2 separate regions of the Mus musculus genome follow, and region 2 is linked to region 1. The links are chromatin contacts, called in public HiChIP or PLAC-seq maps. All regions are on one chromosome and are shown on one strand. The core of a region is the stretch at or near the end of the contact, and the rest is flanking DNA. Distances in the headings are between cores, read along the strand shown.

The links. HiChIP or PLAC-seq counts read pairs in DNA pulled down with a chosen protein or histone mark.
Region 2: an H3K4me3 HiChIP or PLAC-seq map of craniofacial prominence shows a contact between it and region 1, with 2.9 times the contacts expected there. The contact joins the enhancer-like site here to the promoter of Myf5 in region 1. A contact is called at or near these places in 11 of 39 promoter capture datasets (cranial neural crest, embryonic stem cells, epiblast stem cells and 5 more), 1 of 15 datasets of contacts at CTCF or cohesin (the NIH/3T3 cell line), 1 of 484 Hi-C or Micro-C datasets (muscle stem cells), 3 of 115 datasets of contacts at active chromatin or transcription factors (craniofacial prominence and embryonic stem cells) and 1 of 9 other capture datasets (embryonic stem cells).

The regions. Positions count from the first base shown.
Region 1 is chr10:107,483,196-107,488,583 of GRCm38.p6, reverse strand. Myf5 (myogenic factor 5) reads left to right here and starts at 2,450. Exons shown (of 3, transcript NM_008656.5): 1 at 2,450-3,153; 2 at 3,863-3,938; 3 at 4,374-5,388. The coding sequence starts at 2,653. The coding sequence ends at 4,564.
Region 2 is chr10:107,750,133-107,755,357 of GRCm38.p6, reverse strand. No RefSeq gene overlaps it. Among named protein-coding and RNA genes, the nearest start is that of Ptprq, 33 kb to the right of the region's middle. Within about 2 kb of position 2,762, at least 36 of the 459 cell types and tissues checked have an H3K27ac peak or open chromatin away from gene starts, as enhancers often do. A contact at or near this core is called in craniofacial prominence and neural stem cells, where this site is marked.

The DNA of each region.
Region 1 (5,388 bases), core at 1,201-3,700:
GGTAAATTACTCAGCCCTAGCGTTAAAGTTTACCTAAAACAAACAAACAAACAAACAAACAAAATGGAATCCTTTCAAGTACCAAGTTACTCTGTGAAGATGGTGAGGAACAATAAATCAACCGTGCAGGGCAGATTCGAGGCAGTAGCTATTAGGTACACACAACAGTAAGAGGCTGACTGGGAAACAGTCGGAAGGTCACTCGGCAGCATGGAACTGCTTCCACTTCCACCTTAAGGACCACGTTTGCATCTCCATCACTGGTCTGTTTTAGTTACCCCAAATATGAGACAGAGGTAAGGAAGGTGAAGAGGAAAGATGGGAAGGAGGAAGGGAAGGGGGAAAAAAGAAAGGGATGGAGAGGTGGAGAAGGAAGGAGAGGAGAAACAAAGAGAGAAGGAGCAAGAGGAAGACTATGGTTTTATGTAGAGAAGTTGCTGACCATATCCTCTCTATGAATTTTGCTGTGAATCTGAGGCTGAGAATATCTACCTCTCCAAAACAGCGTCACAGAGGTTCCATGTGTGCTATTTGCTCAATCAGATGCATCCACGGGAGCCTTGTCTTCAGGAGTACGCGTGTGTGTGTGTGTGTGTGTGTGTGTGTGTGTGTGTGTGTGTGTGTGTGTTTAAATCTAGTGTTGTCCCAATATTGTATTCATTTCAAAGGCAGACATTTTTAATCCGGTCCCAATAGGGGTACAGTTGGATTTTTCATTGGCCAATTGATTAAATAGCCCCTCAGTGTGAGACCCACCAGACCTGATTTACAGAAGAAATCTGTCTTCAAGATTACAGGACAGGGTAGAGGGAACAGAGACAGACACAGCTAGCAAGTGCAGTGATTGGCACCTTCTGGTCCCTTCCTTAAAGTCCTTGCCTTCACAGACAGTTATAATGTATCTGGCCCCGATAGATACCAGATCTGTCAGACTTGGCTGCTTTAGAAAAGTCACTCTGAGTCATCGTCGTCGTCATCACCATCATCATCATCACCACTAAAAGGCAGTGTAACACATACACACACACACATACACACACACACACACACACACACACACACACACACACATATACACACACATACAAAGGGTCACTTTGAATCCACAACACTTACTTAATTGGATGACACTCCCAAGTGTGAACAGTCCATTTTTACAACGGGGCTACAAAAAAGAGGTTTAAAGCTCTCAGAGAATTTGTGTTGACCGTAAGTAATGGTGTTTCTTGGATATGAATAACATCTCCCCTCTCACGTGATCTGAAAGCGGATCAACAGTGGAGAAGAAATCATAAAAGCTGAGGAATAGGCTGAATATATATATATATATATATATATATATATATATATATATATATATATATATGAATGAATGGCAGTTTTCCCCTTTGTCTTCAGTTGACAAAAGTTTCAAAGACCTGTCTGCAAATGGCATTTCTGAAAGGCTTTTGTCACCAAAGTGTGTGAAGCCACTCTTTTAAGAGGAGTTGGAAATTTTACACTAGCCCAGGATCTCTCTTAGCTGGCAGCTGGGACCCATCTGTAACGGTGTTAGCTGGCCTGAAAAGCAGAAAATTAGCGACCCCGAGAAGCCTTGGCTGGCTGTTTAGTCTGTAGACACGGTAGGGCGGAGCAGCAGACTCTGGAGAAAAGAAACCCCAAGCTGGACGGGGAGCTTTCTGTGAGAAACTGGACCGCTGCCGGTGACCGTCCTCCTCAGGCGTGGGAATCTCCCAGTGCAGGTATTAGCCTAGGTCTGATGCAGAGGAAGAGGCAACAGACACGTGTGCTGGGAAGGATGGAAGCTCGGAGGGGAAGGATGCGGGGGAAGGTCACCTGGTCCACTTCCTTTTCAGGGCAGCAGAAGAAACGTGTGACCCTCTGACAGAGCCAGACCTCAGAAAGGAAGCTCAGCTACTGTCATCCCCATGAGATGACCATCTCTCTCATCAGAACTTTACTTCTTTGGTCTTTGTCAAACAGGTTTTGAAACACCAAGCTCTCTAGGTTCATGCCATCCATGAAAATGCCACCTCACTATTTTACCAACTGTTACCAGTACACAAACTGACTCAATCTTTTGGTAAAGTTCATGAAAATGAGAAGCAAGCACCGGAGATCCGTGCGTTAAGAATCCAGAAGCTAGGTTCCCTTTGGTGTTAGACGGAAATACGGAACTTTAATGTCTTGCTACCGTGCTGCTGCTGCTGATTATGTTAAAGTGTGATCAATTTCAAGAAGCCAACCCCAACCCCTTTAAGTGATCCCTAGGTTTAGTTTATCCAGAAGGCCACCGAGCAGGTTAGGCTGCAGTAAAATCATTAGCGTCAAAGGGACCAGTAAACTGCAAAGTGTCTCTAGAAGAAAGACAAGAGGCTTGCCCAGACAGCCCCTGTGGGGGGTTGTGGTGGGATATGCTAATAACGCCCAGCTACAGGGACCAACCTCCCTTCCCATCCCCCAGGAATATATAAAGAGCCCCAACCTCAGCCACTGACCGACCCTGGCCAACAGGCATCTGTCCTTGTTAATTACAGAGAGACAGTCCCAAACTCCGGGAGCTCCGCCTGGATTTGCTGGCCTGCAGCAGCCAGGGACTGGCGTGTCTCCCTCTCTGCTGAATCCAGGTATTCCCACCTGCTTCTCTGAAGGATGGACATGACGGACGGCTGCCAGTTCTCCCCTTCTGAGTACTTCTATGAAGGCTCCTGTATCCCCTCACCAGAGGATGAGTTTGGGGACCAGTTTGAGCCAAGAGTAGCAGCCTTCGGAGCACACAAAGCTGAGCTGCAGGGCTCAGACGATGAGGAGCACGTGCGTGCACCTACCGGCCACCACCAGGCTGGCCACTGCCTCATGTGGGCCTGCAAAGCTTGCAAGAGGAAGTCCACTACCATGGATCGGCGCAAGGCCGCCACCATGCGCGAGCGTAGACGCCTGAAGAAGGTCAACCAAGCTTTCGAGACGCTCAAGAGGTGCACCACCACCAACCCTAACCAGAGACTCCCCAAGGTGGAGATCCTCAGGAATGCCATCCGCTACATTGAGAGCCTCCAGGAGCTGCTGAGGGAACAGGTGGAGAACTATTACAGCCTGCCGGGACAGAGCTGCTCTGAGCCCACCAGCCCCACCTCCAACTGCTCTGACGGCATGGTAAGCCTCGCTTTTACCATAGTCTTTGTGAAAAGTCCTGGTACCTCTTCTAAACCAGTGGGACCATTGCTTTAAGAGCCGTGTTCACAGAAAGATTTAAAAAACAAAAACGAAAACTGTCCTACAGGATTTTAGTTTGATTTCCTAGCTGTTTGCAGATGCATGGAGATGGCAGTAAAAGCTTGGCTTGCCTTTAAGTGACTAACAAAGTATTTTCTCTGTTATTTCTTACTTAGAGCAGCCACCCAGTGTATATAGCTCAGTAACTAATTAGAAAGCATCCCAACTTCATTCCAATTCCTGCTCTGAGGCCAGGCTGGAAGGCAATGTTGATACACTGTTTTCAGAGGGCTGTGGTGTTGGCAGGTTTCTAATGTGTTTTTGCCCTGGGAAAGCATTCTCTCCCCGAATTAGTGTGGCTTCCTTCTACCGCAATCCATTTTGCATGGTTAACCCAGGGCGCATTGCTGCGGGGTTTCTCTGACTTGTTTTCTCTTTGCTTCTGTTTTCCTCTTCTCCCAGCCCCGAGACTGACCTTGGTGCCCTGGAGATTTGGAGACATCAGCCCCTTCCTAGATCAGTGCTGCCGGGGAGGGAACTAAGACCGTTCGGTTTCCTGAGTTAGGGGGCTGGTATGATCTCACCCTAGGTCTGTGCGTCTTTTTGGCCAAGGCTTAAAAATATATTTCTGTGCGTTTTGTGTTAACAGCCTGAATGTAACAGCCCTGTCTGGTCCCGAAAGAACAGCAGCTTTGACAGCATCTACTGTCCTGATGTATCAAATGGTAAGAACTGATAACTTCAGACACCTTTAAAGATCTGTTCAGTCTCGTAATTCAGTCATGGCAGTCTGTCCTTCAAAGTAGTATTTAGAACAGGTATATAAACGATGGCTGTTGTGGGGGAGGCTAAGGACCGTTTTGTGCTCCAGATTACCCTGACAGACAGACAGACAGACCAGCATACACGCATGCACGTGCATGCATCCCCCCCCCCCCCACACACACACACTCACTTTTGCTTGAAATATTACCAGGGGTCTTCCACACCTCTACCCTGGGGAATTGCTAGATATTTACTGCAAAGTTTTACATCAGTCCCTCTGTGATCACCTGACCTATGCGGTCAAAGGTGCTGACCCCGGGTTTAAAGGGCACCACAAGCAAGCCTGTCTGCGTGGGGATGGTTTTCTGAAAGCACTTTTCTCCTTGGGCTGTTAGCATGTGCTGCAGATAAAAGCTCCGTGTCCAGCTTGGATTGCTTGTCCAGCATTGTGGATCGGATCACGTCTACAGAGCCATCCGAGCTGGCTCTTCAGGACACAGCTTCCCTCTCTCCAGCGACCAGCGCCAACTCACAGCCTGCTACCCCGGGACCCTCCAGCTCCAGACTTATCTATCACGTATTATGAACTCTCTCCCGATGATCACTCCTGCTAGGAGGGCGTCCTTCATGGAGGAAAAGAAGCCCTGAAGCTGAAGGAAAGACAAGCTGGGCAGAATACGTGCTTTTCGGTTGTAAATACTGTCTTGCCACTTTATGAGAAAATAGATTTAACTGAAAGTCACATTTGCAATAATGGATTCTCCTCTGCCTGTTCTTTTTGCTTTCGGTTTTTTTTTTTTTTTTTTTTTTAGCTTCCAATTGCTTTAGATACATGATTCCAGAAATATTTTTCTGTTGGAGGCAATTAATTGACAGTTACTTAGAGTAATTCTTAACTTATACATATATATTGTAAATATTGCACATCAAAATAACTTTGGTATTTAGAGCTCTATATTTTTCTTCAAAATAACATTTTAACAGCTTGGAATCCATTACAGGGAATTAAAAATATATTTAACTTTTGCTTTTCTCTTTAATCTTTTGTTAATAGTGTATCATCAAATGAAAATATAACAGTTGTGCCTAATGGTATATACTTTCTTAAAATCTTTTAATCGTATAATCTTACATCTTTTCTTATAAGAAATACTTCTTTCAATGTAAGCTATAAATAATACATTGAGGGCAATTTCAAACTATTAAAAATGTAAATTTCCCCATAAATAACATTGAAATAACTAATTTGTTTCTTGGCCTTTAAAAATAACATCCCCAATGAAATTAGCAAACCATGAACACGAAACATTTAAGAATGGGTTAAATATGATCACACAGTTAGCCTTGTAGATATGTATTGAAATAATTTATGAATTTCTTTTAGATTTGTTGATGTCACTTGTAAAAATA
Region 2 (5,225 bases), core at 1,513-4,012, 270 kb before region 1:
TGGATAGAAAGCTCTCGGCAGCAAGTGGTAGGGATGGAGGCAGGAGCAGGAACCTGAGCGATCACTTCCTCAACCACAAACACAGGACAGACAGAGAAGAGACTGGAAGTGGGGTGTGGTGAGAAACCCATGAAATCTGCCCCCAGTGACACAGGACATTCAACAAGGTTGTACCACCTGAGGTTCCCCAAGCAGCACCATCCACCGAGGGCCATTATTTAGATACATGAGACTATGGGGACATTTCCCATTCAAACCACCACAGCATTCTGTTAGAAATGAATATCCTAATATATTTAACCCACGTCTTGAGAGATACATTTCTATTGGTTTCCCTCTTAAAGTCCTTAAGGGTGAAGTGGAATTAAAGACTCAGTTGGCACCAACTCATGGATGCTCCTGGTCATCTCACCATTTGCCTTCCACGTACTACGTTTAAATCAAAGCTTTTCTCAACAAACACTGTTTAAGAGTTTGTTTCCTTCATCCTTCATCACCTCCCTGTGCTCCTATTAGGCAGGAGCAGATAAGCTAATTCACATGATAAACAAAAGATATCTGTTTATAGTGGCATAAGAGATCCAAGTTTGCCAGTGAACTCAACCTGGTTATGGGTTCACTTTAATTTTCTTTTGTCTAATTTTCTTTATTTTCTCACATGGTAATTCCATAGCGTCCTATAGAGATACAGCCTGGGAAACATTAACTTAATACCTGTCTCATTTTTAATCTTTAAGGCTCTTTTTTTTTTTTTAAATTAAAACAGTCTGGTAAACATGTTTATTTTAATAGATGAATTCAAATTAATTACTGATTTATTCAATTTGTTTACACTGAAAAGGAGAAAAGACTGTTTCAGTATCTTGGGGCTGTAGTTCCCAGCAGGAGAAAAGAAGCTCTTAATAGAAGTTAAAAGGCTTTTGAGTCTTTGTGGAAAATTATCATGCAAAGCCTTAAGATATTCACATTACACAGAGAATAGCAGTAAAGCTTTGAAGCCTAGGTATCATCAAAAAATACTTCGAAATGATTTGTGGTTATGATATGCAGATTCAATAACTGTGTAAATATTGAGTAAGTGTCAATGACTGGAATAGATTCACACACATGTTAATATCCTAAGACAACTGTCACTGTCAAGGGCTATGCACTTTGACTGCTATGTTTGATGGTTATTGCTTCTCTAAAGTGCAAGGGAATATTGAAGACTTTTGCCTGTTGATTAGCAAAGCCACTGACTCGTTTCAGCATGATAATGATCACTTATTGAAAATGTTACAATTTGCTGAACAAATGGATACAAAAAAGAATGGAGAACAGGAGTGTGCAGGTGATCAAAACACGGTGTACATGTGTGAAATTCTAAAGAATAAATAGGAAACGTTACTTAGATCACTTGACGGCGTCCAAATTTGCTTATAGCCATCAGAACCAAAATACCAATTTGATAGCAATGAAGTGTTCTCATAGCATGGGACTTTAACACCATTTGCTTTTTTGAAGACTGAAAAGGGTGCAGAGCACCCTCTGTCCAGCCAGGAATGAAGCAACCTGAGTATGGCTCTTTTGTAAAGCTGCCTGATTTCAGATCATTTTTGCTGTCTCAGGGCTCCCAGTCTAGGTACAGACATAAACAAATAAAAAGGTCAGCATTTACCCTACCGCAGAACAATGTTCTAGAAAGCAGAAGTTCAGAAGTTGGTGGTCTGTTACCCTTAGTGAGTGACGTGTCAGGGCTCCACTATAGAAGATTGAAGTTGAGCAGTGATTGCGATGAAAATTGGGGAAATTGAAATCAAGGCAGGTAACAGGAGGAGGAGGAGGAGGAGGAGGAGAAGGAAGAAGGAAGGAAGAAGGAAGAAGGAAGGAAGAAGGAAGAAGGAAGAAGAAGAAGAAAAGAAGAAGAAGAAGAAGAAGAAGAAGAAGAAGAAGAAGAAGAAGAAGAAGAAGAAGAAGAAGAAAAGAAGAAGAAGAAGAAGAAGAAGAAGAAGAAGAAGAAGAAGAAGAAGAAGAAGAAGAAGAAGAAGAAGAAGAAGAAGAAGAAGAAAAAAGTAGTTGTTAAAATCTTGCCAAAATGCTGTAGGGGAAAACACGTGTGCATGCCACTTCTCAACCATGCTAAAAAAAGACAATGGCTCCATACTGTTAGGTCCCAAACCCCAAATGGCAACAGAGCTGACATTATTGCAGATGACAGGTTGGGACCAGCTCAGGGTGGATGGACTCTGACCCGATAAACTTAACTTGGCATTCCTAAGAAACCTTGTAAAATGGGTTTCTGTTTGCCAGGGAAAGCAATTGCCTTTATATCTGCCCTATGCCCACTATCTCTGCAAAGGGCGTCTAGTTCTCTACTAACTCAAACAAACTTGCAACCAATCAAAGGCCCACACTACGCCCTCTTCCTCTCCTTCCTCTCGTGGCAACATAGCCCCTAACAACTGCCAAGATTCTCCCACCATTCTTGCCGGGGAGGTAGCATGGCAGTTTTGAATTGCCCCAAATAACTTTCTTTCCACTCATGGGGCTGTCTGATTCGGTGATTTTACTGCTCCCTTGCTTACACCTACAAAGCCACCTGTATAAAATTAACTGTAAGCTAGGCTACGCGATCTGTTTCTTTTTTCAACTTCTATAAGATGACAGGCTCTCACTTGTAATGTCCTTCATCGCCTCCGCTTCCCTCCCCTTGTGAGTACTGAACACAATTCCACTGGGATGTTTGGGGACTTGCCTCCCACTCCTCCCCCAGCAGTTTCTTGTCTCCATGGAGACTTTTCACTCAAACGGGAGACAGCGTTGTGGGCGGGGAAAGCATAATAACTAGGGAAGAGCCAGAGCTCTGAGAGCAGGAGGAAGGGGCAGGAGGGTTGGGGGGGGGGGTGGGGTGGCGGGTAGGTGGGACCTGGATTGTGCTTTGTGCATGGTGCAGACCTGGAACTTCCTCTGCACAGGGTCAGGGTCAGGGTAGACGAGGGGTCTCAAGGCTGCAAGCATTTCAGGTGTGCAAGCCTTGTGCTTTGACTAGCTAATCCTTCAGCCCTTTCCTTCCTGCTTGAAGGGTTCCTGTCCACCTTGGCATCAATACATGGAAATTCCTAGTCATCTCACCGTTTGCCTTCCACTCAGGACATTTAGAAAAACTGTACTTGAAAAGAACCAGTCTGTCTCTATCCACTAGAGGGGTAAACACTGTGACTTACAGATAATCAGAGTGTGCACCGTAAGGGACAGCAAGCTGTTTGCACTCCAGCGTTCCACAACTTGTAGCATATGTAGTGAACATTCTAATTTACACAGAGACTTGGGGACGGATAAGCAGAGAACAAAACTCTTACATCAGTTGGCCAGTTAAGTGAGACGTGTGAAAGCTTTGCGGTTTTGTGGAAGGGCTTGAGGATTTGATGGTTAGCTGTTTCTTTTTAACTGGCTGTGTGTTTTCTCTAAGGCAAACACCTGCTTCATAGTAACCAAAGAGGATTTTGTAGGAAGAAACTTGCTTTAGGGTGCTGATTTGAATGGATTCTGTGGACCTGTTTTTAACCAAAGGGCATTTGCAATTTGAGAAATAAGAATGTGAAGCTCAGCCTCTCTCTCTCTCTCTCTCTCTCTCTCTCTCTCTCTCTCTCTCTCTCTCCCTCCCTCCCTCCCTCCCTCCCTCCCTCCCTCCCTCCCCCTCTTTCTTCTTCTTCTTCTTCTTCTTCTTCTTCTTCTTCTTCTTCTTCTTCTTCTTCTTCTTCTTCTTCTTCTTCTTCTTTTCTTCTTCTTCTTCTTCTTCTTCTTCTTCTTCTTCTTCTTCTTCTTCTTCTTCTTCTTCTTCTTCTTCTTCTTCTTCTTCTTCTTCTTTCTTCCCTTTCCCTCTTTCTTTCTTTCTTTCTTTCTTTCTTTCTTCCTTTCTTTCTTTCTTTCTTTTGACTTTGACACAGGGTCTTATTTTACAGCTGATAGTTCAGGTGGACATTTTTTTAAAAAGAGCATCTAACATGAAAGATCGCTTGCCACACAAGCTCTTGGATGAAAATATTTTTAGAGTAAATTGAGTTGAAATTATCCTTACATGTTTTTTCTACCTAAATTTCAATTTTATCAACAGCATTTGAAATATTTTTCATAATGATGGTGTCACTTTAAAATGTGAGGGATCACCTCCAATGCAGGAGCAGTGTGTAGGTGTTCTCATCGTTCATCTAGTGAGGTTAAATAGTTTTGCACAATGAGATGTAATTTTGTGTACTTGCCTGGTAATTCATTTTATTTCTAACACTTTCTTCATATTCAATTAAAATGATTTCTAGAAGCAAATTATTTTCCTATTTGTTGGAAAGTACTGAAGCTTCCAATTTTATTAGATAGAGAGCATTATGTATCGGGTACTTATTAATGTCTCCACATTCTCCTGGATGAGCAATCTATCTAAATGGAAAAGACAGAATATTGAACTAACACACTCTCTCTCTCTCTCTCTCTCTCTCTCTCTCTCTCTGACACACTCTCTCTCTCTCATGCACGCACACACAGGTTAAAGATGTCAAATACTTTAGTTTCAAAGCTAAATATATGCGTGTTTGATTAAACTAAGCATACTTGACTTTCCAGGTAGTGAATCAATTATCATACTGCTCTGGTGACACTCTGTTATCAAGGATGAGACATTTTGTAGTGTGTCTCTGTGACAGTAATTAACTAACAGTCAAGATGCAATTGACTTGAGTCTATCATTTGGGAAAACAGGGGATGCACTAAAGGGGAATAGTAATATCAGGGTGAATTCATAAGAATGGTTTCCTGTGTTAGGTATCACACCTATGTGAGCATGTAAATGGCACATGTCTCCACTCCTTACTAGTATGGGATTTGTAAGCAGGGAAGAGATCATAATTTGGTAAAGGGCATAGCAGATGAAGCATTTCAAGGTTGGTTGTTGGACTGTGATAAATAGGGGTTTGTGTCTGTGGAGACTCAACCCAACAATGCTGTGAGACTTGCTTCTCAAGTCTTTGATGCTCAAGTTACTAATATAAAAAATAACGTGGAATTTGCATATACCCTGTATGTATACTGTTATATACTTTAAATTAGGTCTAGATATTTAGAATATCTAATACAGTATAAATGTTACACAGTACTGCATTGCTTAAGGAACAAAACAACTTTTCCCAAATACTTTTGATCTGAGACTTATTGGGCCCACAAATATGGAACCTAGGGATCTAGAGGGCTGACTG